Regions from separate parts of the Mus musculus genome. Here regions 1, 2, 3, 4, 5 and 6 are each linked to region 7. Evidence: chromatin contacts called from public HiChIP or PLAC-seq and promoter capture Hi-C data. All regions are on one chromosome and are shown on one strand. Each heading gives the region's core, a stretch centred on a gene start, on an enhancer-like site or on the middle of the called end of the contact. The rest is flanking DNA. Distances are from core to core; before and after follow the strand shown.

What was found. HiChIP or PLAC-seq counts read pairs in DNA pulled down with a chosen protein or histone mark. Capture Hi-C pulls out chosen DNA fragments and counts their contacts.
Region 1: a contact with region 7 is called in an H3K4me3 HiChIP or PLAC-seq map of forebrain, with 9 times the contacts expected there. The contact joins the enhancer-like site here to the promoter of Adgrb1 in region 7. A contact is called at or near these places in 8 of 39 promoter capture datasets (the 3T3-L1 cell line, the C10 cell line, cranial neural crest and 4 more), 1 of 15 datasets of contacts at CTCF or cohesin (large pre-B cells), 13 of 115 datasets of contacts at active chromatin or transcription factors (SST interneurons, differentiating embryonic stem cells, embryonic basal ganglia and 8 more) and 1 of 9 other capture datasets (embryonic stem cells).
Region 2: a promoter capture Hi-C map of liver shows a contact between it and region 7, with 3 times the contacts expected there. The contact joins the promoter of Ly6l here to the promoter of Adgrb1 in region 7. A contact is called at or near these places in 1 of 39 promoter capture datasets (pre-B cells) and 1 of 9 other capture datasets (liver).
Region 3: a contact with region 7 is called in an H3K4me3 HiChIP or PLAC-seq map of embryonic forebrain, with 10 times the contacts expected there. The contact joins the promoter of Ptp4a3 here to the promoter of Adgrb1 in region 7. A contact is called at or near these places in 6 of 39 promoter capture datasets (the 3T3-L1 cell line, embryonic stem cells, hippocampal neurons and 2 more), 1 of 15 datasets of contacts at CTCF or cohesin (large pre-B cells) and 15 of 115 datasets of contacts at active chromatin or transcription factors (VIP interneurons, craniofacial prominence, embryonic basal ganglia and 8 more).
Region 4: an H3K4me3 HiChIP or PLAC-seq map of embryonic stem cells shows a contact between it and region 7, with 31 read pairs. The contact joins the enhancer-like site here to the promoter of Adgrb1 in region 7. A contact is called at or near these places in 5 of 39 promoter capture datasets (the 3T3-L1 cell line, cranial neural crest, frontonasal cranial neural crest and 2 more), 1 of 15 datasets of contacts at CTCF or cohesin (stem cell-derived epiblast-like cells), 1 of 484 Hi-C or Micro-C datasets (embryonic stem cells) and 19 of 115 datasets of contacts at active chromatin or transcription factors (VIP interneurons, acute myeloid leukemia, craniofacial prominence and 11 more).
Region 5: a contact with region 7 is called in an H3K4me3 HiChIP or PLAC-seq map of forebrain, with 9 times the contacts expected there. The contact joins the promoter of Gpr20 here to the promoter of Adgrb1 in region 7. A contact is called at or near these places in 8 of 39 promoter capture datasets (the 3T3-L1 cell line, hippocampal neurons, liver and 4 more), 1 of 15 datasets of contacts at CTCF or cohesin (the NIH/3T3 cell line), 4 of 484 Hi-C or Micro-C datasets (B cells, embryonic stem cells and rod photoreceptor), 10 of 115 datasets of contacts at active chromatin or transcription factors (SST interneurons, embryonic basal ganglia, embryonic forebrain and 5 more) and 2 of 9 other capture datasets (adipose tissue and liver).
Region 6: a contact with region 7 is called in a promoter capture Hi-C map of liver, with 4 times the contacts expected there. The contact joins the promoter of Ly6g2 here to the promoter of Adgrb1 in region 7. A contact is called at or near these places in 1 of 39 promoter capture datasets (pre-B cells) and 2 of 9 other capture datasets (liver and pancreatic islet).

Annotation. Positions count from the first base shown.
Region 1 is chr15:73,885,486-73,889,145 of GRCm38.p6, forward strand. No RefSeq gene overlaps it. Among named protein-coding and RNA genes, the nearest start is that of Gm52173, 16 kb to the right of the region's middle. Within about 2 kb of position 2,291, at least 35 of the 459 cell types and tissues checked have an H3K27ac peak or open chromatin away from gene starts, as enhancers often do. A contact at or near this core is called in SST interneurons, embryonic basal ganglia, forebrain and 1 more, where this site is marked.
Region 2 is chr15:75,447,053-75,450,799 of GRCm38.p6, forward strand. It overlaps Ly6l (lymphocyte antigen 6 complex, locus L), which reads left to right and starts at 2,400. Exons shown (of 3, transcript NM_001347049.1): 1 at 2,400-2,486; 2 at 2,583-2,699. The coding sequence starts at 2,405.
Region 3 is chr15:73,745,948-73,749,379 of GRCm38.p6, forward strand. It overlaps Ptp4a3 (protein tyrosine phosphatase 4a3), which reads left to right and starts at 2,079. Exons shown (of 6, transcript NM_008975.3): 1 at 2,079-2,518.
Region 4 is chr15:73,868,811-73,872,577 of GRCm38.p6, forward strand. No RefSeq gene overlaps it. Among named protein-coding and RNA genes, the nearest start is that of Mroh5, 31 kb to the left of the region's middle. Within about 2 kb of position 1,796, at least 29 of the 459 cell types and tissues checked have an H3K27ac peak or open chromatin away from gene starts, as enhancers often do. A contact at or near this core is called in pancreatic cancer cells, where this site is marked.
Region 5 is chr15:73,706,075-73,709,366 of GRCm38.p6, forward strand. Gpr20 (G protein-coupled receptor 20) reads right to left here and starts at 1,431. Exons shown (of 2, transcript NM_173365.2): 1 at 1,247-1,431.
Region 6 is chr15:75,214,434-75,217,786 of GRCm38.p6, forward strand. Ly6g2 (lymphocyte antigen 6 complex, locus G2) reads left to right here and starts at 1,945. Exons shown (of 5, transcript NM_001371105.1): 1 at 1,945-1,979; 2 at 2,251-2,321; 3 at 3,282-3,353. The coding sequence starts at 2,252.
Region 7 is chr15:74,514,745-74,518,202 of GRCm38.p6, forward strand. Adgrb1 (adhesion G protein-coupled receptor B1) reads left to right here and starts at 1,452. Exons shown (of 31, transcript NM_174991.3): 1 at 1,452-2,122.

The sequences.
Region 1 (3,660 bases), core at 1,041-3,540, 630 kb before region 7:
ACTGCCAGTCACATAATTGTAAGCACCAGAGACTAGGTACTCAGTAGGACACATAAACATAGTAGGTGGTCATTAGGCTCTCCTTCCTTTTTAATTACTAGCTCCCAGTCCCCTGCCTTAGCTGTTTCTGGTGACTTTGTTCCTCTGTGGACCAGGGCACTTCTACTGTAAACACAATTGCTAGGGTCAGAGCTCAGCCATGACCAGGGAACTTGAAGCTCTAGGATGAGAATTCATGTCTCTTGCTGCCGTTAGAAGGCTGGAGCAGTAGGTTCTACACGTTGGAGCTGGCCAGGCTCAAGGAAGTAGAACATCCCAGGTCCCACCCCCTCATCTCTACACATAGCCTCTATCTCTGCATGCCAGGACTCACAGAAAGCAGGAAATAGGGGACACACCCTATCCTGTATGGAGAGGGTTGTAGCCCAGAGGGGGAATGTATGTGATGGGGGATGTGTCTCATTCATAGGAGCCTAGAGGGCAGGCTGTATGTGGAGACAACCTGATAGTGGAGTATTGAGAACTTTGTTGGGAATGGAAGTCTATGTAGGTCATAGCGAACAGCCTATGTAACCATAGTGACGTGCCAACCAGTGCTACAGGCTGAACTAACCCAGGCAGGGGACATGCCAGAGGAAGGAGGTATCATCCATTGGAGGGCCTTGAAGTGGCCTTGAAGGATAGGAAACCTGGAAGTGTTGGCTCTGCTGCTTTTTTGATCATGACCCTTGTGTCCCAGCTCCACTAGCCTCTCTCTTCCCCAGATGACAACCATGTTGTTTTCAAGGTCATGCCTTTGTATCTAGGCATAAGGTGACAGTGGTACAGTAGTCCCAGAAGCCTCCTGGGTCTGTCCTTGTCTCCTAGATCCTGAACTCTCCTTCCAAAGCCTCAGTTCAGCTCATGGGCTCAGATTTGGGTCTGACTACGGGAGGTGCCTGCATCACAGGGACCCGGGTAGCATGCCTGTCTAGCTATACAGTGTGCATCTGTTGGTATAGCAGGTGGTGTCAGTGAGGCTCCATGTGTTCACGGCACTGGTACCTAGGCCCAGCTAACCTTTTACCCAGCTGTCCTGTCTATGGGGGATATCCCCATGGACTTCATGGTCGAAAATAGTGACTCAACAGGATCATAGGACTAAATGAAAATGCTGGCCTAGCTGAACAGTGTCATGGGGGACTTGAACCTGTGTCACTGACAGCAGATGTCACATTGTTTTGGGACAGTGCTAAAGTTCTCATGCTGGGGGTACTGTAGACTCTTACATGGGATCTAGAACTTCACAGGCCTTGGCCTAAGATTTCCTATATCAAGTTTCTGGCCAGTCTGCAACAGCTTGAGGCCTGTCAGCTAAGTTCTACGGGGCCTATGTCAAGCCATACAAGTCTGTTTTTCCAGCCACAGGCAGCCGTTCCCTTGGGCTTCATCTCTGCTCCTGCCAGTGTTGACCCTGAGTGCCTGCAGGAGCTGAGCTTCCCTTGGAGGAGAGCAGTGGTTCTGGGCTCCCTCCAGGAGGCAGCCCCACGAGAGGAGACTGGCTCATGCTGGCTTCCAAACCCGACACACTTGCCCGGAGTTGTGGGTGGCAGATGGAAGCTGACAAGCTGAATAAATTAGGGTGCGATTACTTTTTAGCAGACGTCATCTGAAACAGCTTGAGGCCCGTTAGTTAAGCACGCCAGGCTGCATGTGCAGAAGGGAGCGTAGCCAGTTCTCTTCATCCGCAGAAGGTTCTCGATGGTGCTGCGGGGTTCAGCCTGCAGGCCTAGGCCTTCCCATTTCTGGGGACCATGGCACGGAGCCTGAAGTGTACTGTCCACACTCTGTTTTCTGTGGGAACCCTGGGCAGGGAGTGTCCCTTGCTCACAGCAGTTGTCTGGCAGGCTCAGCCCGCTGTGATGATGGTTTGGTTACTCCGGAATTCTGAGAGCCAGAGCTTGTCTGATCATTCAGGAGTTATTTATGAGAGCTTAGTGAGCCAGAGGCAATGGTGGGTCTGGATTTAGCAGTGCACTAGAGCCAGAAATCTGTACCTTCCGCCGCATCCAAGCTAAGTGTGATTCAGACCTCAGGTGACAGGGTCAGTTGCGTGCTTCCCAGGTGCTCTCCTGAAGAAGACACTGCAAGTATGAACATGCTGGTGCCCGCTCTCTGGGTGAGTATGAGGGCACTGGTTTGTAGACCCAGAAGCCGGACATGGGAAGGGCACGTGGCTCACCTAGGAGTACTCAGGGTAGGCATTTGCATCATGGTGATTCAGCTCCAGCTCCCTGATCCCCAGCCTAGGTGTGGGAAGCCGGTAAGACAGAACAAGCCTTTGGCCCTTGGAGCAATGAACACCGGATAGGCAGAGCCCAGTGACAGGCTGCAGCGGGCCTGGTTTGCACTGGCTTGTGGCTGCCAGGGTGATCATTTTGGAGGTGGTGGCCTCTGAGTTGAGGAAGCATGAGGTTAGCTGCAGCAGAAGAGTAAGGGGCAGGTAGTATAAGGAGGAGGTGTGGAGGAGCAAGAACCTGTCCAGTAAGAAGAAGGGCAAAGGGGTCCCTAAACTCCAATCAACCATGGCAACATTGCCTGGATTCTTGGTGGACAAAATACCAGCCAGCTTCAGAACTTCCAAATATCTCACTACCCTGACCTCCACCAGGTCTGACTGCCCCTATTCCCACAACTTTCCCGTGCCTCTGTGGAAATCACATCTCTTCCTGTCCTTGTTCCCTGATCACCAGACCCACAGTCACCTCCTCCAGCAGCCTAAGGGATGGTTCAAGGGCACAGTTGGCGTGTCTTTCCTGGAAAGCTTTCTTTCCCTGGAAGGGTCCTTTCAAAACTACACTGTTGGGGGCTGGAGAGATGGCTCTGTGGTTAAAAGCACTGGCTGTTCTTCCAGAGGTCCTGAGTTCAATTCCCAGCAACCACACGGTGGCTCACTACCATTTATAATGGGATCTGATGCCCTCTTCTGGTGTGTGTCTGAAGACAGCGACATGTATTCTTATACCTTTAAAAACAAAACAAAACAAAACAAAACAAAACAAAAACAAACAAATTCAACTCTACTGTCACTGAGGCGGTGGGAGTGGGGATTAATCCTTTTGAAGTTCCAAGGGACAAAATACCCTTGAGTAGACTGGTTGGCTCAATACAGGATCCATCATGACCCTTGGACAATGGAGCCACTGTTTTTTAAGAGCCCACCGTGCACCCAGTGTTTCTCCGGACACTTCTTACGTGCCTCGCAAAGCAGCTCCCATTGTCCTCCTCTGTCTCCAAGGAAGTGAGCTCAGAAAGTCAAGCAGCGAGAAAGTAGAGAAAATGCAGGTTTTGAACCCAGGCACCTCCTCTGGGCCTACCCATCACCTCTGTTCATCTCCTGTGATGGAGACTAGCAGAAAGTCCGGCTAAGCTGGGTAGGTGAGTTTCAGTGTCTGGACCCTGGCAGAAAGGTCTGGGCTGAAGTTGAGAATCCTGTAGGTACAGCCAACACATCAACCCCCAAATCCTCAATGGCAGTAGGCGGGAAGGACATGCCACTGACGTTGGGTAATCTGCAGAACCCTATACTGTCTCAAGGACAAGGACCAGAGAACAAGAAATGAACAATTCTGGGATCCAGCTGGGTCCTCAGGCCAGGCCTCAGCATCACCTGCATGGTGT
Region 2 (3,747 bases), core at 1,150-3,649, 930 kb after region 7:
AGTGAGTGTCTGTGAGATAGGAGCACTCACTACAGGTACCTCTCTTAGTGTGCACCCCTGGACTAGTCCATTGTGTTGTATTGGGTGTCCTCAGCACCATGCCTGAACAGTGGGGAGTCAGCCTTCCCATTAGGGTTGATCCCACATTAATCAAAGGACTTACATGAATTCTAACCGATTGCTAATTTTGTGTGTGTATGTGTGTGTGTGTGTGTGTGTGTGTGTGTGTGTGTGTGTGTGTGTGTCTAGATGTGCACACCTTTGCTTGAAGAAGCCAGTGGGGAGTTTCATATCCCTCAGAGTCGAATTTACAATGAGATGTCCTGCCTACATAAGCCTTAGGACCCAAAGTCTGTTCCTCATATGGTGTGGATTTGATCTAATGCCCAAATTATGTAAATTGGGTGCCCACATTTGCATGAGAATCCACATGTAAGATGCTGAGGGTCCCTGCTCCCAGTTGGTTTGGATAGGTAGATAAAGTTTCTGGGGGCCAATGACTGGACAGAGAGACAGAGGCAGAACTTTAGGATTCTCAGGTTAGTGAAAAGAGAGAGGAAGGAGGATTTAGAACCACCATGCTGGGAAAGGAGTAAGGTCCAGGCCTCAGAGGTGCAGAAGAGAGAGCATACAAGAGATGTAAGAGCCAGGGAAGGGCGTCCCCAGCTCCCCTCCCCTCACTGCCTCTAGGGCAGCAAAGATAGTGTATAGACTCTAGTAAATAATAACTCAGGAGTATCAGAGAACAGTTCTTATCCACAAGGGTATTTGAGAGTGGTCCAGCAATTGAGCTAAGGCATATTAAAATATAAGGATGTGCATATGTCTTTCATTTGGGAACCCAGAACATTGGACAGAAGAACTCCTGCCATCAACACCAGGTTGATTTAAGTAGGATTAATTGCCTACTGCAACACTTATAATTATGTGCAGAGCCATCTCTCCAGTCCCATAAATATTGGTTGTGTTAGTTACTTTTGTATTGCTTTGGTACGACCATGACCAAGGCAACTTTTAGAAGAGCCTGTAGTAGATGTTTTTTGTGTGTCAACTTGACACCAGCTAGATTATCACAGAGAAAGAAGTCTCCCTTGAGGAAATGTCACCTCCATGAGATCCAGCTGTAAACTATTTTTTCAATTAGTGATCAAAAAGGGGGAGGGCCCATTGTGGGTGGGGCCATCCCTGAGCTGGTAGTCCTGGGTTCTGTAAGAAAGCAAGCTGAGCAACCCAGGGGAATCAAGCCAGTAAGTAACATCCCTCCATGGCCTTTGCATCAGCTCCTGCTTCCTGCCCTGCTTGAGTTCCAGTCCTGACTTCATTGGTGATGAACAGCAATGTGGAAATATAAGCTGAATAAACCCTTTCCTCCCAACTTGCTTCTTAATTATGATGTTTTATGGAGAAATATAAGCCCTGATTAAAACAGAGCCTTACAGTTTTACAGGGTTAGAGTCTATGACCATTATGGCTCAGAACATGGCAGCCAAGATGGTAAGGGTGGGGCTAGTACAGTAGCTGAGAGCTTATATTTGATCCACCAGCATGAGGCAGTGAATGCCAATTGGAAATGGTGTGGATTTTTGAAACTTTAAAGTCCACCTGCGGTGATAAACCTCCCCCAACAAAGCCACACCTAATAATCATTTCCAAACAGCTCCACTGAACTTGGGACCAATAGTCAAACCTGTGAGCTTATGACGTCCAATCTCATTCAAACCCCCACATTTATAAAATGGTAAAAAGAGGGAAGAGAGGGACAGTAAAGAGAAGGAAGGGACAGGGAATAAAGAATGAACAGACAGGCCTGGAAAAAGAAGTGGCCCTTTGTCCCACTATGGGGACTGTCTTCAAGGGGACAGTGTTGAAAGACAGAATGAGATGAGTCATGGATTGAACTGAGTTGCACCTCTAGATTAAGGCAGCATTTCCTGAGGTAAAATGGATTTAGGTAAGGTCTGTAAGGCCTGCAAAGGTGGTGGGTCCCAAAGTAGAGGACACACTAGGTGTCCTGATATCTCCAGAGGAGAAACTAACACACCAACACACCCTTCTCCCTCTGCCTCTCTCTCTCTCTCCCTCTGCCTCTCTCTCTCTCTCTCTCTCTCTCTCTCTCTCTCTCTCTCTCTCTCTCTCCCTCTCTCTCTCTCTCTCTCTCTCTCTCTCTTTCTCTCTCTCTCATACACACACACACACACACACACACACACACACACACACACACACACAAACACACACACAACCTTTGCTGTTCCTTCATCTGGAAACCTTTGGGGAAGGACTGCAGACTCCAGCCAGTGCTCCACCTCCTCCTCCAGGCACCACAGTCCTGGTGCACTGGGCTGTGGCAGGGCAAGGTACCAGGCTGTGCAGGATCCAGGCAGGACTAAGGCTCCCAAGAGACATGGCCCCGCTTCTCCTGGTGCTCTGGGCATCGCTGGTGTCTATGGAGCTCACCGGAGGCATGATGGTCAACGAGGTACCAGGTAAGGACTGGGCAGGGGTAGAGGGGGATGGGGCAGGGGTAGTGTGGGGGTGTTGGCCTGTTTTGCCTAACCACCTCTGCGTGTTCTTGTTCATAGCCCAAAACCTGAGCTGCTTCGAGTGCTTCAAGGTTCTCCAGGCCAGCAAGTGTCACCCCATAGAGTGTCGGCCCAACGAAAAAGTCTGCGTGAGCAACGAGGTTCTCCTTTACACGAGTGAGTCTGTTCTCTAGCCTGGATGTCTCCAGAACCACTGGCAAGGCTGGGTCACACCTGCAGGCTCAGCAAGTCTTCTAGGTGCTGGACAATACAGGAAGGTGTGGTCAGAATTGTGACCTCTCCTTTTTCTCTTCCAATTGCCATATCTGTTCCTATGTCACTGCTTCTAGAACTCTCCCCAGGACAAAAGCTCTGATGAGACATTGAATTCCCAAGTGAGGCAGCCAGTCAGGGACAAGTTTTACAAGGCCACCCACTCACATGGGGCATCACGTGCTGTTACAGAGGCAGTGGGACCTTAGTTACGGTCAGCCTTAGGATAATGGGAACAAAGCCAATATTCCTTGTCCCAACTCCACAGAAAGGAGAAAATATGAAAATGTCCAGACCTGTTGTGAGCACACACATGGTGGTAGTAGTTGTTTTGATCTAGCTTTAGTTCCCTGGGATGCTGCAGACACCTCAGAACTACCTCCTCCCTGAGTTAAACATCCTGAGCCTTGTTGCAGACTAATACTTAAATTTTGGGCATCTCCTGTTTCCTCAAGCCTATTCCTGAGAATAATGCCTTCCTGGCCTAAGACAAGCCCCAGAAGGAGTGGTACAGCATGATCCTCAGGCAGAGAGGCCTGACAGACTGTCCTTTGTAGTAATATGCGCAACACTGAATCCTGCCTCTGGTTGCTTCTTACTGAAGTTTTTCCTCCTGTATAGCTATGGCACTTTGAAGCCACATTTCCCAAGTGGAATTTTCCCAAAGAGAGTAGTAGGTTTCCCATGGTGAGGCCCCTGTTCTCATCAGGGGCAGTCCTGACCCTAGGGTCTCTTTTACTTATCACAGAAAAGGGATTAGTTTTAATAGAAGATTTGGAGGCTAGGGGACTTTGTGCAACTTTCTCCAGTTTTCTTCCAGCCTTTCACCTTTGCCCCCCACACACATACCCAGCTTTATGTTCAGTTTATCTGGAGCTGGAAGGTAACAACTGGCAGCTCTGTGCAGGGAGTAGACTCTCAGGACTCCTTTGGGTGTTAAGTGTTCTGGGAA
Region 3 (3,432 bases), core at 829-3,328, 770 kb before region 7:
TTTGATCTGCAGTGGTGTAGGCTGATGCCAGGCGTGAGGGTGCCCTCAGAGAGCGGGAGCCTGGGTCAGCAGATCACCACTGTGCTCCACAGGGCACTGTCAGGCTGAGCCTCGGTAGGGACGGCAGGAGCCTGCCTTCTGGAAACCCAGGTCTGTTTCCAGGTCACAGCCCATAGCATGCAGGGTGCTGGTACCACCTTGGAAGGTGGCTTCCCTCTCTAGCAGTGTGTCCTTTTATAGAGGTGGCCTTAGGCTCATCCCTGGCTAGCACTGATCCCAGGTGGCACAGGGCATCAGAGCAGATGGTCAATGCAGGTACCAGGAGTATGTCTGCCTACCTCCTGGGTCACCTTCTCTGGGAACCCTTCCCTGCCCACCCTGCCACCTGGGGCTCTCCTGTGGTCCCTATCCTGTGCATAGTTTCAGATGGCCCTTGAGGGACCAAGTTGGGGAAGTCCCTTAAAGCAAGAGGCAAAGGGGCAGCTGACATAGTGGCTCCTTCTTGGAAGGCATGGAGCTGCTCTTAGGGTGGCCTGGGTGTCCCCTCCTATGAAGTTCTCCCAGACCTCGAGGGCTGAGGTCTCGTGATAGGTTCTGGATGGCTCCCCAATCTGGACCTCTGCCTAGAACACCAGGTCATTTGTTCCTTCCATAAACAAGCGGGAGCTTCTTGGTGCCATGCCTGGGTGGGAGGTGGGGTATGGGTGGGGCCCAGTGCTAGGTTCCCCCTCCCTTTAAGGATGCCTTCCCTGGGCTGGGCACATAGCCAAGGGGGTTGGGGAGAGCCTGGGGTTAAGGAGCCTGTTTTGTGAGGGGTTGCACCCTTGGAACTGTGCGACACAGGGGTGTAAGAGCTTTGGATGAGTTCCGAGGGACTGGCGTGGGTGGAGCCTGCTAGGGTCTCCCCTCCTGGCCCCAGAGATGGGTTACTCTGGGAGGGCTCCAAGAAGGCTCTGGATGTGTTATATATAGACTTCTCCGAAAGGCTTGGGGCCCTGCCAGCTGTAGCAGGTGCCCCCAGGATTAGCTAGAGGCCCCAGCATGCTGGTGTGTGTGTGTGTGTGTGTGTGTGTGTGTGGTGTCACTTGGAGCCCCGGTTGCAGCCCTGGCTGGTGCAGCATCTCAGACGTTGCTGGGCCTGTCACTAACAAACCCTTTTCTAGACAACTGATGGGCCACCAGGGATGGTTTGATGTGCTTTCTCCTACCCACCTGGGATTGGGACCAGTAGGGTCTCTGGGGGAGGGCAAATCTCCAGTCATGGTCCAGCTACCTGGCTGGGTGACTTGGGGCATCTACTCAGTATCTGTTGTGTTGCTGGAGGCTGGTGCCTTGTGGAGGGTTCAGGATCTGCAGTCAGGATGGAAACTAGTGGAACAGCTGAGACCATGGGTCTGGTCAGCAACAATGCCGTTAACCTGCTGGATTTATAAGGGTGGCATATTCTGGGGATCTTAGGTGGCTGCCTAGCTTTCTGGGGGTGAGCCAGGATGGGGCTGCAATGGGATGCTCCAGCCTGGACGTTATCAGCCCTGCTTACCTGGGCCAGGGGGAGAATGGGGGATAGTAGGCTCTGCTGTGCAAGGTTGGCTAATGAGACTTCTCTCTGGGAGTATTAGGGGCATGCCCTCCCCTGGCTCAGGTCCAGCCTTTCAGGGATCATTCCTCTCCCCAGCACCAACTACTGATTGCAGGGCCAGGCCTCTGTCTGGGAGCCGGGCTTGGGCCAGGGTTCCCAGCAAGGCAAGGCCTCTGGGGATTCTGTGAGCTGGAACTCAAGCCCTGCACCAGAAGGCTCCCAGGGCGGTGCAGCCACTGGGGCAGGTGCGGACTGACATCTGTCTCCATTCTTGGGCGGGAGAGCACAGGGTTCCTGCCTGGGATGCCCTAGGACAGAACCAGGATTCCGTCTGGTCAGTGGAGCCCAGGAGACGATCCTGCTCAGGGGATGCCCTGGAAGACTTCAGGAGAGCTGGGTGGGTGTCAGTTCCCTTGGAGATGAGCCTGTGTAGAGTCGGCTCCCATCTCTTGTGTGACTCGAGTGTGCGTAGGTTCAGTGCCTCAGGTTCTTCAGCTGTAGTCTGGGAGTGGTGGCTCTTAAGGTGAAGTGTGGGCTAGTGCGGCTGAGCACACAGTAGCTGTTCAGTGTGCGCATATGAAGCTGGAGAGCTGGAAGGGTTCCTCCTGGCTTGTGGCCCCTCTGCAGAAGGAGGTCTCCTACCCAGCAGGATGCAGAGGGGATGGCAGGCGGGTCCGCGGTGGTCCTCTCCCTTCCTCCTTCCTCTTCCTCTGCTGGCCGCGCCTTTGTTTGCGTGCTATCTTTAGGCAGCAGGTGCGGGAGCCGCTGTGAGTCGGGTCGCCCGCCGGTCACCGCCCCCCCACGTGACGCCGGGCGCTATAAATAGCTGGGCGGCGGGCGGCGGGCATCCGCCCGGAGCCGGCGCCGCTGCGGAGGGCGCGCACGGGTCCCGGCCCGGCCGGCCGGCGCATGGAGGCGGCCGCACGCCTGCGGGCGCGGGTGAGCCGGGCTGCGGGCGGCGGGGACCCGGCCTCGAGGACGCTCCCGAACCCTAACCCTACTGGGATGGGCCCTGCACGGGATGGCGGCTCCCTGGCGGGCTGGGTGGGAAGTCCCGCTGAGGTCGGGGAGCTGTGTGCCCTCCCCACGCCCCACTACGGGTCCTTGGGGTCCCCAGCCCATCCACGGAGCAGTCTTGCCTGTCTTGACAGCACAGAGTCCTGAACTGTGACCCCTGACTCCTAAGTGTCACACAGGGTCCCATTTAGGTCCCTTCTGAAGCTAGATGCACTCCCACCCCACCACTTGAGGGTGTGGCTTCTGACTACCTCTGTGTCTTTTTTTCCCCCCTGGGGTTCAAGTGTTCCCGATTACTAGACTCGATGTTGAGAAAACCTGGGTGTCTGGACGGCCGGAGCTGGCCAGGGTCCAGAGAAGGTCCTTCCACGCCCCTCTGTCCCATGTCCTCCTCTGGCAAACAGGGACAAAAATGGGTCTTGAAAAACATGCCGGTCTGGGAGCAGCTGAGGGCTTAAGATACTGCTAGAGGAGGCTGGGCGGGGATAGAGAAGGGCCCAGGTCATAGTAGGGTCCTTAAGCACCAGGGGTGGGGAGGGTGTGGTGGCTTGACTGAGTGCCTGTTGAGGCAAGGTGAGCTCAGCTTCTGTTCACACCTAGAGCTGCTGGGATAGGGGTGTAGGTAGCCGGTGGGCCCACAAGCCTTGGCTCAGGCCTGCTAGAATGCAGTAGAGGTAGACCCCCCCACCCCCCCACCTTGTTCTCTGGTCTTCTTAACCCCATAGAAGTGATGTGTCCACCTGGGCATGGTGGCAGATGCCTTAAGTCCTAGCACTCAGGAGGCCCAGCCAGGTGGATCTCTGTGAGTCTGAGGTCAGCCTGGTCTACAAAGTGCG
Region 4 (3,767 bases), core at 546-3,045, 650 kb before region 7:
AGTGACCAATGATGATGGCAGTTGTATCCTCAAAGCCTGTGTCCCTGTCCAGCTCTGACCAGTGCCTGATAGACGTCCATGCATTGTCTTTGCACGGAGGCTCACCTACTCTGCAGCTCATTTTCAAGTGAGGAAATTGAGTTCAGAGAGGTGAGTGACTAGCTTGTGGTCACAGCCACATCCAAAGACGGTGAGCCTGAAACTGGTACAGCCTCAGAAAGATTCTTCCTTGTTCCATTCCCATCAAGGAGAGTGAGGTCCCTCACCCCACGGAAAGCAGGGTGGCTCGGAGATTGTACCCATATCTAACTGTAAAGAAATAGCATGGAGTTGGCTCTGGAGCCTGAAGGATGGGATAGATTAGGCTCATGCTTGGTCATGTACATGCATGTGGGCTTGTAATTATAACTCTGCTCTCTAGCTTCCTCTGTGGACCATCCCCAACTAGAGAGGAGTCACTTGATAATCTGAATGACAGATTCCAAGGTGGGAGAGATTATAGCTTGTATTCATTCTGGGTGAGGATACTCATAAACCTACAGATGCCCCACTGACTCCTATATGTAGGAGAATGTGAGGCAGCCTCTTTTGGATTAAGCCATGCCACCCTGTGCCTGGCAGCAGCTTCTTGATAGCTGCCTAGCTGCCCAGTTTCTGCCTTCTCATGAAAATTTAACTCACTGGTCTCAGTCTGGTCACTTTCATCCAGACATGATTGGCTTGGCTCCTGTTGCACCAGTACCTCCTTCTGCCCACTTATGAAGATCTGGATGCATGTGCATAGATAGGCACGTTACACCCATGCCTGAATGTGATGCACATGCAGAATACCCACATAGATACAAGGTTGTGTGTCCATACAACACACTAATCACACACACAGACCCCAGGACATCCATGGACATAGGTGCACAATGCATGCACATGCAACACACAGAGGAGATACACCCACATGTAGGTATACATGCGTACATATGGACTCTGATACATAGGGACACATATGTACACACATGACACACATATGTGTATATATACATGGAAGCACATGTGTACACACACAGCACACAGAGAAGATTATATATATAGACCCAGCCACAAGCATGCATATATATATATATATATATATATATATACCTGACACTGAAACTCTGGTACACACATGCAAGTGCATGCAGGCACACATGCAAACAAAGATGTGCACATCTCTCTGTGGGCTGGCCATGGCTGATGGGCCTGGAATTGCTAGAGGTTACTGATAACTCATGTGCAGCCAGTGCTGTCCTCTCAGTGGGCCAGGGAGGCCTTTACACGCTTTTTGGGGGCACATTTGGCATTTTCCCACACTGTTGCTTAAACATTAAACATCTCCCTTGGCAAAGACAAGTTGCCCGTCGCATTGGCTGTGAAGAACTTGTGGGATGGGTCCTCCTGCCTCTGCCTGGGTGCCCTTCCCATGGCCCTGGACGCTGGGCTCTCTCCAAGCCCAGGCTAGTGCAGGCTGGCAGCTGATGTGTTTATTTGCCTGGCGGCATGGTGGGCGGGAAGGCGCGAAGGTAATTGGTACATTTTGTAAGCAATCATCTCCTGGCACCTTCTGCCGCAGCGTGTGGGTCGCCTGATCCCGTTAATCACGCCTGGAGGCCTGGGGCCCCCACCAACTGACAGCCTCATTTCTCTCTCCTGGAAGGAAGGGCTGCTCCACTTCCTAATGGCACTATCTGTTATCCCCGGACAGTCCTTCCTGCTGTACCATACAGGAGCCAGGCTTGTGGAGAGGGTGGCAAGCAGAGTTGGTGTCTGTCCAGATCCTGTGTCATGCCAGGCCTGGCAGGGTGCCAAGGGTCTGTGGCTAACCCTCCACAATGTGCTGTGCATATTCCTCCTATGAAGAAAGGGCAGGAAATGCTGATGGCCGATGAGGTTATAGTGCAGAGCCGGTGGGCTCTTTCTGGGTCCCCTGAATATAGACCTCATTCATGGTCAGGACCAGCTGTGGAATCTGGAAGCCCACAGCAAAACATGAGTGATTTCAAGAGGGCATTAAATCAACCCCTGGCCATGAGGATTTTACCTCACAACAGGACAGACCACACACATATGAAGCTGCCTGCCTGGGTGTTCTGACACATGTGTACATACATGTAGCATCAGACAGTGACTCAGACTCAGATACTTCTTACCCAGAGCCATAGCAACGCTGCTCTCTGCCCTCACAGTTCTTATTTCTGTGAGGGGATCCAGGATATGGTTCAACACCAGGACTGCAACGAGGCCCAGTGAGAGATCTAGCTGCTGTTGATAGGGAGACACGTCTATCACTGTTACTGATGCTGTTGTTAAGTATGGAAATGATGGCTATGTATGGGAAACACAGGAGCAAATTAATCTGCAGATGATGCACATGGGGCCCAAACTGTGACTAATTTCTGAATCACCCCACTGCAAAAAAGATATATATATATCTCAAATAATATACTCCATAGTGTGTCGGGTACTAACTCTACCTACCTGCTCATCTGATGATTGATCCACCCATCAGTCCAATTAGATGCTTCATTCTAAGCATCCATCCATCCATCCATCCATTCATCCATCCATCCATCCATCCATCCATCCATCCATCCTCCACACCTTATGCAACTCCTTATGCATCTACTCACCACTCAATACACCCATCCATTATCTACTCATCTGCTCTTCCATTGATTGATCCACGCATCCATTCATCATCCCTTTTCCATCCATCTACCTGCTCACCCATCCATCACCCACCCATTCATCATTCATGAACCTATAAATCTATCTATCTATCTATCTATCTATCTATCTATCTATCTATCTATCCTTCTATTCTTCCATTCATTTTCAAATGCATGCACTCATCCATCTATCATCTGTCTATTCACTCACCTATCCACCCATAGAACCATCATCTATCCATTCACTTGTCCATCATCCATCCATCTATCCATCCATCCATCCATCCATCCATCCATCCATCCAATTATCCATTCCATGTTTATTCATCAATCCTTCCATTTATCCACTGAATGTCTATCCATTCATTTGCCCTTATACATACTTACCTAGTCATCCATTTATTTCATCCATCTATCCATCCACTCTTCAATCTGTCCATCCTCTAACAAGCTTACCTGGTCATCAACTTCTCATCCCTTCAGTAAGTATTTACCATGGTAGCCCTTGGTGTCAACGTTGAGGTCAGGAATAAACAGTTCCCATGGTTCTATTCTGAAGCCACTGCATCTAGGTAAACCATGCTCTCTTCCATTCCATGGCTCTGTGCTGCAGCTAGCTGAGGCATGTGGGGGGCTGAAAGAGAGGGGACTAGGTCAGTGAGATGATCATTGTCTGTGAAAAGGGAAGAATCTATTGACTGTTTGGGCAAATCACCACTCTCTGTACAATTTGACTTCCTCAATTATAAGATGATACCTTCTCTCCCAGGATTGCAGTGGGGGAGGCATTGAAAGAGTTAACTCAAATCAAGTATTTAAAATGGTGCTGGGCATATTGTGAGAGCATGCTATGTTAGCATGAGACACACATGTAACTCCTAAATTTATCTTTTACATTTAAAAATATTTCAGTTTGATTGGAGGGTCTGCCTCACCCCAGCCAAGAATCTAGTTAAGGAAACAAGGTTGGGGGACATTCCCCATAAGGAATAAGATTCACTCGGAGATCTTCTGGGGACAGACAATGGGCCAAACTCTCCTAATCACTGATGGAAAAGCATGTAGCCT
Region 5 (3,292 bases), core at 181-2,680, 810 kb before region 7:
TCCTGTCTCAAGAACTATAACCAACCAATCAACCAACCAACCAACCAACCAACCAACCAACCAAACCAAGGAACACAAAACAACCCCTACCCCCCAAACCCACTGGAAATGGGTCTGATGCACACACTCTCTAAAGCCAGCCCTTGAAAGCTGACTCAGGAAGAACACTGCAACCTAAGCTATGAAGACATCAAGCTAATAGAGTTTCAGGGCAGCCTGGGATGTAGATTGAGGCCTTACCACAAAACAAGCAACAAACAGGAAAGACCCCATAGCCAACCCCATCTCACACTATCTTGTACAGGTTTGAAGAAATCCCCTGAAGAATCCCAGGAGGAAGCACAGCTCCCTTTGTTCCCACCGTGCTTGCAGAAAGACCTACTCAGCAGACACACAGCCAGGCAACCCCCTGGCAGCCTGTTGCTCTGGGGCAGCACACAGAGGCAGGCAAAGGCAGGTAACCTCTGCGGGCTATGCTTTCCCTCCACCAGCCTCTGTCTCCGTCCTGCCTGAGGCTACCCAGCTGCTCCACAGCCTGCCCCCGCCAGCCACTCTGGCCACCAGCCAGTTCCCAGCCAGCCAGCCCCCTCGGGACCCTGCTCTACAGCCTTCTCACAGGGCAGCTACACCAGGGAAGCTCAGTCCGGAAGCATCAGCTTGGGGGTCCTGTTGCGGGCTGAGCAGAAAATCCAGCAATGGGCCTCAGTTTCCCCACTCCCAAAGAGGTAGAGGAAGGACCTGGACTAGGGCAGAGACCTTGAGCCAGGGGTGGGCAGATGTGGTTCCTTGTAGAGAAAGTGGATGCTTTTCCAAGCCTTGTCCCCTCCTGGTGCTAGTGGTTAGGGACCCAGAGCTCATCAAATGCTGTTTGCCTGGTCTGTGGGACCATCCCAAGTGCCTTCCTGGACAGGAGAGGAAACTGAGCCCTTGGCTTTGGACTCAGCAGCGGATGCGCAAGTGTGTGATCGGTTTCATGAATGAAATCCAGAGTGGGCAAGGTGGGTGAGGGTCACTGGGAGAATAGAGAGCAACCCCACGGGGCAGGGAGGGTGCCACTTCTGCCCCTCTCCCCTCCAAACTCTTTACATCTCTGCGACTGTCTCTGTGGCAGAGGGCTGTGAACTGGGCTTGCTTCTTGGTCCTGTTTCTCACCCCCTCTCTTCTTCCTAAGTCACCCAACTGGGCAATACGAATAGCCCGCTCTGTGCACAGGGGTGCAGGAGGCAGCAGTGCCTGGGGAACTCACCCGCTCTTGCCGCACCTTCCTCTGGGATGAGCCTGTCCCCTGAAGCTCTAGGTCTGTGGACCCACAGACAGTGCCTTCCCAGGGCCTGACGTCAGGCCAGCCAGCTGCTTTTGGACACAGGCAGAGGGGTGGGAGGGGTGGGGGCGGAGCGGTCTCCCTCCCAACCCCTGCTGGCCTGGCTGCCTAGAGGAAGGGGGGCGGGGTTGGGGTGGAGGGAGCCTGGGGGCGGGAGAGGGGTGGTGGTGGGGTCGGAGATACCACACCTTCCCTAGACAGAGGGGTGAGCCACAGCTGTTCGGACCAGGAAGAGTGGAGGGGGGCAGGGTTGGCTTCTGGCCCAAGGCTATGGGTTGTCTTAGAACAGCTCGGCCAGTTTCTGAGAAGAAAGATCTGCTGGGTGGGTCCCGTCCAGTCGCAGCAGCCAGGGGCTTAGGACATCCAGGCAGGTGTAACCACAGACAGCTGGCAGAGGATGGTCTCTGGTCAGCAAGGGCTGAATGTCTCTGGGGCTGAGGCTGTGCAGGGCTGTTTGCTCTGCCAGGAGTTCCCTCTAGCCCTCTGCTCTTCATGTCTGTCATCCACTTCAGTCATACCACAGTGCTTTCTCGAGCATCCACTCAACAGCCATTCTGACATCGATGACCAGGGAGGGCTGTGTGCAGGAGACCCCCCGGGCCCTCAGAGCTCACACTGGGTGTGAGAAACAGTAGAGGAAGAAGTGGGTGCCTAGTGACAGATCCAGCCAGCCCAGATGAGAAGTGAGGGCAGGGTTCCGGAGTGGATAGAGGGAGGTGCCACAGGACGGGGCTGCCTGGATGGGTAGAGGAAGGGGAAGCCATCTTGGTAGGGTCAGCTGCGTAGTCTGCAGAGCTATGAAGCTGGGAGGGAGTGGTCACTTGCACACAGAGTCTTAGCAGCCCTTAGAGGCTCCAGTGGTGGCTTTGATCCTAAGGGAACAGAAGGTTCTAGAAGAGGGGTGTAATCTCCCAGCCTTGGTCTCCACCCATCATAATATTCATAGAATCTTGTTGTATCTTTCCCACTGGGGCAAACTGAACCCTAGGCAGGAGCCCATGGCTTGCCAGACCACCTCCCCTAGGTCAGCAGCGACTTCTGGTCCTGGAGGGAAGGTTTTAGGCTTCTGTTAGGCTGCGGGGCTGAGGGCTAGGTAGGGCTTCAAAGTCACTGGCAGGCAAGTAAAGGGCTGGAGCTTGGAGGAGCTCACGTTTCACACGCTGCCCAGAGGTGGGTCCAGAAAGCCATGGTCCTTGCCTAGGGATCAGTGCCCACCCGTTCCTTCTACACTCAGCCAGTAGCTGAGACTTTCAATGCCTGGGATACGCGGTGCCTATAGCCTGGATGCATAGTTCCTATCCCTGCCCTGACTCCACGTTGGAACAACACAGGAAGGGCTGTGCTGGCTTTTACTCCTTCATGCCCTTCCACCTCCAGGAAGCACCTGGGTGGGTCCTGTCCTATCACTTGGCAGGGTATACAGACCTGAGGAGAAGGGTGGCGCTGAGGCTCAGGGGCCAGGGCAGTCCTGAGGCATAAGTCTACAGCCTCAGTGGGGCTCTTGGCTGCTGCTGTGCTTGCTGGACTATGTCCGAGGGGTGACAAGGTGCACAGGTCATAAGTGACAGGCCAGGTGCATGGGTGGGTGCAAGGGGAGGCTGGAGAACGGAGATGGCTGATGTGTGATGGAACCCTAGGGCATTGCTGGGTATCGTGGTGCAACACGACCTTTGCAAGAAGAGGAGAAGAGTGGCGTGCATGTGGTGTGTGTGCGTATGCATCATTTGTGTGTGGTGCATGTGAAGTTGAGAGGGTCTGTTCAACTGCCAGGTCGTGCCTTGCCATCTAGAAACATAGTCTGGGGGTTCATCATTCAGTAAGAAGTGCAGAATGCAGCTAGGTGGTGGCGGCACACCCCATTAATCCCAGCACTCAGGAGGCAGAGGCAGGTAGATCTTTGGGTTCAAGGCCAGCCTGGTCTACAGAGTGAGTTTCAGGATAGCCACGGCTACACAGAGAAACCATGTCTTG
Region 6 (3,353 bases), core at 695-3,194, 700 kb after region 7:
TCCAAAAAACTTCACTTGTAACAAACTGAGACCGTCAGAGAAAATCTCAGCTAATCAAAATGCAGAGACCTAGTGGTCACGCAATGTCCTGCTCCAAACTGATATATCTACAACACAGCTCTGGAGTTTACTGAAGAAGATGGGAAAAGTGGGAAAACTCTAAGAGCCCAGGAAACAGTGTGTAATGTGAGGGCCTGACTGCTCTAAGGTATGGTTGAGGGGAAGGCTTTACTGAAGATGTGAAGGAGAGTACAGCTAGAGGCATCTGGAGGAGTTCGGAAAAGAGTAGACCAAACATGCCATGGGTGGGTGGGGGGGGGAGTGATGGAGGATGAAAAAGAGAGGAAGACAAAAGGAGAGAGCAAAAGGAAGGGGGGGGGACAAGAAGGTTCATGGTTCAAATGGCAGGGTTATATAGGAATGAGAAGCAAGGGATGTTTAGGACAGGGGTCAGGTGAGAACAGCTGAGAGGAGCCACAGGTACTGAGGGAGCCTGAAGGCCAGGGCCTGTCTTGGTATGCCAGTAGGTACCACAGAGTGCCACTTGTCCCTTCTGATAGCAATGATGAATGACTGGTTTGGGAAAGAAGGAAATGGGTGCCAGAATTTGGGAGAGTGGCAGTCCCTTTGACCCTGACAAGTAGGAAGTGTTCTCATACCTATGAAATCTTGACAGCATGGCTGCCTAAACAAGACTTGGCTCCAGATAACAAAAACAGACAGACCCGCTATCACAGAAGGGTAAACCTTGTAGGTCCCAGCCTTAGACAAAGAACTGCAGGTACCAAAAAGTAATTGTGAGAGTTAAACAGTCTTCCATGGGGAAGAGCTCCCAAACTAAGGCCAAGTACTCAGCTCTGAAATCAGATTCCTACAACTAACATTATACAGCCTGAGCACCTTGTATTTATATAGTCAGGAACATATGTGTTCAAGTGTTTTTGTTTGGGGATAACAACAATAAAATAAAATTTGGGAGTCCAAGTGGGTTATATGGGAGGAAAGGAAGGGGGAAATGATGTAACAGCTTAATTTAAAAATATTTTAAAAATTTAAAAGCACATGAGAATATGAATGCTATTACATATGGTGAAAACATAATTCTTTTTAAAAGTAAGGTATATTCTTTTTAAACAATTCAGGAGATCACACTCCCTATACATTAGATTTGAATCCATCTGTGATATTATTTAGACAACTATTTCTCACTAGTCTTTTTATTCTTGGTAAGGAAGCTATCTGGACATCATCGGCCCACTATTGTTGTAACTTAGAAGTCAAATTATAGTTAAATCTCTTCCCCCCACCCTGCTCTAATATCCATCAGAGAGGGGCTTTGTGCCGTGATCTAGCCACTCCAACAGGTACCAAAGTATCTGCAAGCCATCTCTCATCTCTCAAACCCAGCCTTCAAGACTAAAAGGAAAAAATAATGAGAAAGAATCTGTGGACTTTAGTTCCAACAATGTAAACTGCCCGTTTCTCTGGCTTCCTCTCCCCTCTGCCTAGGGCTTGTAAAAGATAGGAGAGAACCTAATCAGACGTGCCTAACATCTGACCTAAGAGGAAAGTCTAAAGTGCATCCCGAATCTTATAGAAGTGAATAGAAAGGAGCCAGCCGCTGTGAGAAAGGCATGAGAGGTTGTAGGTTCACAAACATTTGCCCCCTTACCTTGCTTTCTGAATGGCAAGCACAAGTCACCTGTGGCCCCTGCTCTTCTGACATCCTAGTCCTCCTGAATAATGGTCCCGCCCCAACTGAGTGGTTGTCCCTCACCAACTGATATAAATCTAGCTGACTAGGTCACCAACAAACCATGCTATCTCTTACAAAATAAACATGATGGTCAGAAGGAAGTAAGTACTGAAGCCCCTCCCTTTTCAGGAATCCAGCTGGGAGGAGCTGGGGAAAGAGTAAAGTACTTCAGTCCACATCTGATTGACCTTTCCACTGTGCCTGCAACCTGGTCCGGGAGGAAGTAAGGACTGGTGTCAGGAGGGAGCTGCTAGGTGACAAAGGGAAGAGCCCTCAGGATAGGGCTGTGGTGGGAGTGTGGGATTATGAAGGAAACGCTGGGTGGGTGGTGGGTGAGAGAAGTAGACAGACATGTATTCCTTGGTGAAAGCTGTGTGGGGGTTGGAGGGAGGGAAGATTGGATGCCTGAGCTCTGTGAGAGCCCAGGGATGTGATTGGTGATTTATTAACTGGCTCCAACTTCCAAGGTTTTATCTGTGTACCCTTTCTCCAAGGATGGACAGTTCTCATGCTACAAGGACCTGTGTGTTCATCCTTCTTGTGGCCCTATTGTGTGCAGAAGGAGGTGAGATGGAAAATGGGAGAGGAGCAGGAGGGTACAATGGAGATGGAAAAGGGCCTCAGGGTTGTAGGTACTCCTATTGTGTGCCCAGGACCCTGGGTATGCTGTGGCCAGTCGACTGGGGATTTGCTTGTGGTGGGTGAAGCCTCCTGTGCTGGGGTGCTTTACTGGGTCTGTAAACCAGACCCTGCTTTGCAACAATCAAAACATGCCAGAAGGACTCTTGGACCTCACTACCTGTGCCAGGAACCCTGGCCACCAGAGCAGTCTGTCCTTAGACTCTACCCTGCTGCCCTGGCCTCCCAGTCAGGACACTGGCCTGTGTGCACACAAACTGGCAGAGCCTTCTTTTCCTCCCAGCTGCCAAGTTAAGTGGTGTGGAATCCTTAATGCCTGACATTTGGCTTTTCCTTTTGCCCCAGCCAATGAGACCTGAATGCCAGAACTTCACAACTCTAAGAGCTCTGAGCTCTCAGATGCCTCTATACTTCTAGTCACATCTTTATTTGGGGAAGCCTCATAGTGAGCCTCAGCTTTGAGCTGGACAGTGGGAAGTTATGTGATCTGTCATGGGCCAATAACCAGGGGCCAGCTCTGCATGTTAAGGGTGGGACAGGTCAGAAGAGCCCTCTCCATCTGAGGGCCCCAGTAACTACTTACACACCCACTCACAGGTTCAGCAGACATTTGGTATCTATGTCTTCCCAATATGGTGAATGTGTCTCAAATACCTCTAGGGGTGCAGGTCTCTTCTGTGGGGCTGGCTAGTTGAGACAGCAGTACAGAGCACATTTGAACAATGGATGCTCTTGTTTTGCTTTTGCTTTTCGTGGAGGTGAATGGGCAGCAATGTCCTTGCTCTGTTCTAGTGGCCAGCAGCTGTGTGGACTTAAAGACATTGAGAGGACATGTTTGGCCTAGGAAGGGCATGCCCTAGCACTCATGTATTGTCTTCTTTCTCAGCTCAGGGGCTGGAGTGCTACTGTTGCCTGGGGGTCCCACTTGAGACTTCCTGCAAAACAATGACCTGCCCCT
Region 7 (3,458 bases), core at 202-2,701:
TCGGTCCCTCAGGACACCCTTGCAAGGTGAGGCCTTGCAGGAGTAACTGGTATGCAGAGTACCACGTTCAGTGCCTGGGTATCTAATTGGCTTGAGGTGCTTCCCAACACACACACACACACACACACACACACACACACACACACAGAGAGAGAGAGAGAGAGAGAGAGAGGTGTAGGTTGACTGTGATGTTGATGGAACTGATAAGATGTTTTAGTGGGAGTTACAGGACAGCAGTGTGGGTCCTGACACCTGGCAGGGAGAGTGCTGACAGTGGCTGTGAGTTTGTATTGTTGTTGACAGTGGCCTCCGAAGAGAGATGCAAACATCCGGACCCCATGTGTCCTTGGGTAGCAATGGTACTGCCACTGGTCTGCTAAAGTGTGCAAAGTAGTGGGCCCTGTACAAAAGGTTTTGAGTTCAGGGCAAATCACAAATTGTGAAACAGGAGCAAGGGGTCTGATGCAGAAGCATCTTGGTGGAAAAGAACACAAGGCAACTTTTCTGAGGCCAGGGTTTCCAGGACTCTTGTTGTCAGCCTAGACCTAGAGTGTCAAATCTTTTGACATTGAAACATGGCATTGTGGCCTACATATGTGTTGGGTCACATCCATTGTTGTCCTGGGATGTATGGGTGAACATACCTTATAGAGAGAGGCACCCCTTTGGGTCCCTAACAGAGGAGGAACCAGGGATCTTATGATGGAAGACAAAGCAACTGAGGTCTCTCTCCACCCATGGATGGAAACTGGCAGGCAGGGACACTTTAAAACCCACCCCCCTTTGACTCTGTCCCTGGCGGGCTCCCCTCCTCTCAGCATCACAGGACAGAAAGTCTAGACCGGTCAGGCCCAAATGAAGTGGTTCAGTGCCCCACCCCTGCTCTCCCTGGAAGGGCCCCAGTCCCTGCCTCTGACTCCATCTCTTTACCCATCACTCATCCAACCCACCCACCCACTCATCCACCTATGCATGCATCATCCTTCCATCTGCGTGGCCCACCCATCTATGTAGCCCTCCCCATGGTGCCACCCACCAAATCCACTTTCTTCCAGTCCTGCTCACCCTCACCCGCCTCCGCAATTCCACCGACCCTGACCCTGATGGCTACCTGTCCATCCATCAACCCTCCCGACAGCCTCTACCTACATTCACCTGCCTCCACCACCCACACACCTATTGGTCTGTGCACAGCCCTTAACTCCTCTTCTCCAACCATCCGTTTGTTGGTCCACCACTTGTCACCCAGATGCAGCCACTCCCCTGCTCCTGGAGGAGAGCACAGTCCCAACTCTTGGCTTTCCTGCTGCGTGGGGCAGGAGTCGGCTGTCTTAGGTGCGCTCGCCTGAGCGTCGCACTCCTTCTCCGTGATCCCGCTCCCCTCCTCCCAACCCGCCCCCCGCTCGCGCTCCCCCTCTAATGTGTGATCTGGAAGCTCTATAAAGCCTGATGTAATCCGTAATGCAGTCTCTGGCTCCCGATTCGGGATCCAGTTTCAGAGAGCGAGAGATTGGGGAGCGCCGGCAGCCGGGCGGGGGAGCAGCTTGCCTCTCTCCTCCTCCTTCTCCGCGTCCTCGGCCTCCTCCTCCTTCTGCCCGCGCCGCCCCGCCCCCGGCTCCGCTCCGCTCCCCCCCCCCCGCCCCCAGGAAGGGAAAAAAGGCGAGAAGAGCCGGGCAGGCGAGAGGACCGGAGCGGCGGCGCGGCCGGAGAGGGAGCGGCGGGCGCAGGCGGTGGTGGCGGCGGCGGCGGCGGGCGCGGCGTTGGCGGCGGCCCCGGCAGAGCGAGCTGAGCGGGCGAGCCGGCGGCACAGGCGTCCGCGCCGCGTCCTGGCCAGCCTCCGGGCCCGCGCGCCCAGCACAGCCCGCAGCCAGGGCATCCGGACCCTTCTGGCGCCCGGGGGGCTCCGCCAGGCAGGGGGTGGGGAGGAGCCTGAGAGCGCCCGCGGGTGCGCTCTTGGGAACGTCTCGGCGGGGCCCAAAGCGAGTCGGGGGCGGCAGCGACAGTAGCCCCAGCTCGGATCGGGCGCGCGGCTCGGCCGCTGGCGACGCGGTGCGCTCCGGGGGCTTTGCAAGTCGCTGGATCAAGTCCTTGCTCGCCCGTGGGGCCTCTGCTGCTGGGGAAGGTAAGAACGGCTCCGAAGGGGGTGGGGGCGCGGCGAAAGGGGGCGTCTCGCTCTGGGAGGGGGTCGGAGGAGGGATGGCCTCCCGGACTTCCTAACTTCGCCGTTTGGAGCTTCGCAGCTCTCAGGATTAGGCTTGGAGCTCGGGAGTTTGAAAGCCCCCCCCCAAGCCCCATTTCCCCAGCCCCCTTCCTCTTCTAGCGGCGGCAATGGAATCTGGCAGGTCCCTGCGATCCCGCATTGGGCGGGCTGAGGAGGGGGCGCCCTGGACGTGGGAGAGGCTTCTTGGTGCTCCTCACCTCCCCCTCATCCTTACCAGGCAGAGCCGGGCCAACCTGGCAGGCTCAGTCAGAGAAGCACCCCCTGCTCTATTACCCCCACAGACCCAGGGCGCGCTGGGGAAGGCGTTCCCGTGGTGTTCCGACACAGAGATGCTAGCAGGGGTCTGAGGGAGCCCCACCTGGCTCCCTATGCTGGCCCAAGGAGGCTCGCGAGAGACAACCCGGTGTGTCCCCCATTCCCTGATCTTACCCAGAGCCCGTTACATATATTATAGGGCCCGGCTGCATCTCATCCCCACCCCCAGCACAGAGCTGGAGGCGGGCAGAAAAGCCCCCAGACTTCCCGTCACAGCTCTCACCTACAGACCCGACAATGGCAGAGGAGACCCCCGGAGGCTTATCTCCAAATTCGGAAAAAAGGGCTGTCCTCGCGCCCCCACCATCACAACTGACACGCGCATACGCCCTAGCTCATTCCTTCCCGGTGTTCTTTCCTGTTCGGTTGGACAGGCGGCGCAGATAGGCTGCCCTGAACTTTGGGTCGGCCCGCTGCCCTCTCCGACCGAAGCAGCGGAGCTGGGCACCGAGCACTCCCGGTTGCGTTTCTCCAGTGGGCAGAGGCCACCAGCCTCCGCTGCCGCTGCGCTCTTTCGGAGCTGCGTGCCGTTGCCTCTAGGAATGAGCATGGCCCCCGCCCCCTCCTGAAATTCTGAGGGCTCGGGATCCGGCCCGGAGCCCTTTGCTCTGGTCCTCTGTGCAGCCTAAGCAGAACAGAAATTATCCCTGCCCCCGGGGAGGTGGGCAGCTGAATGGAGAATCGCAGCGAAGCTAGGTGGCTTGAGGGTTGGTCGGAGGCTGCGGCTCTGTGCTTGGGTCCCTCCGCCTGGCCGCGGTGGCTCCTGCTTGGTCACTCCCAGGCAGCCCAGAGGGCTGCACCAGCCTGGCACCCTCTCGGGCCTGTTGGGCACCCTTGCCCTTTCCACTTTTATTTTGGGCTTCCAAGTTTCTCTCGGAGCGCGCGGACTGGGCTAAGACTAGCCCAGCCCTAGTCCACTCCT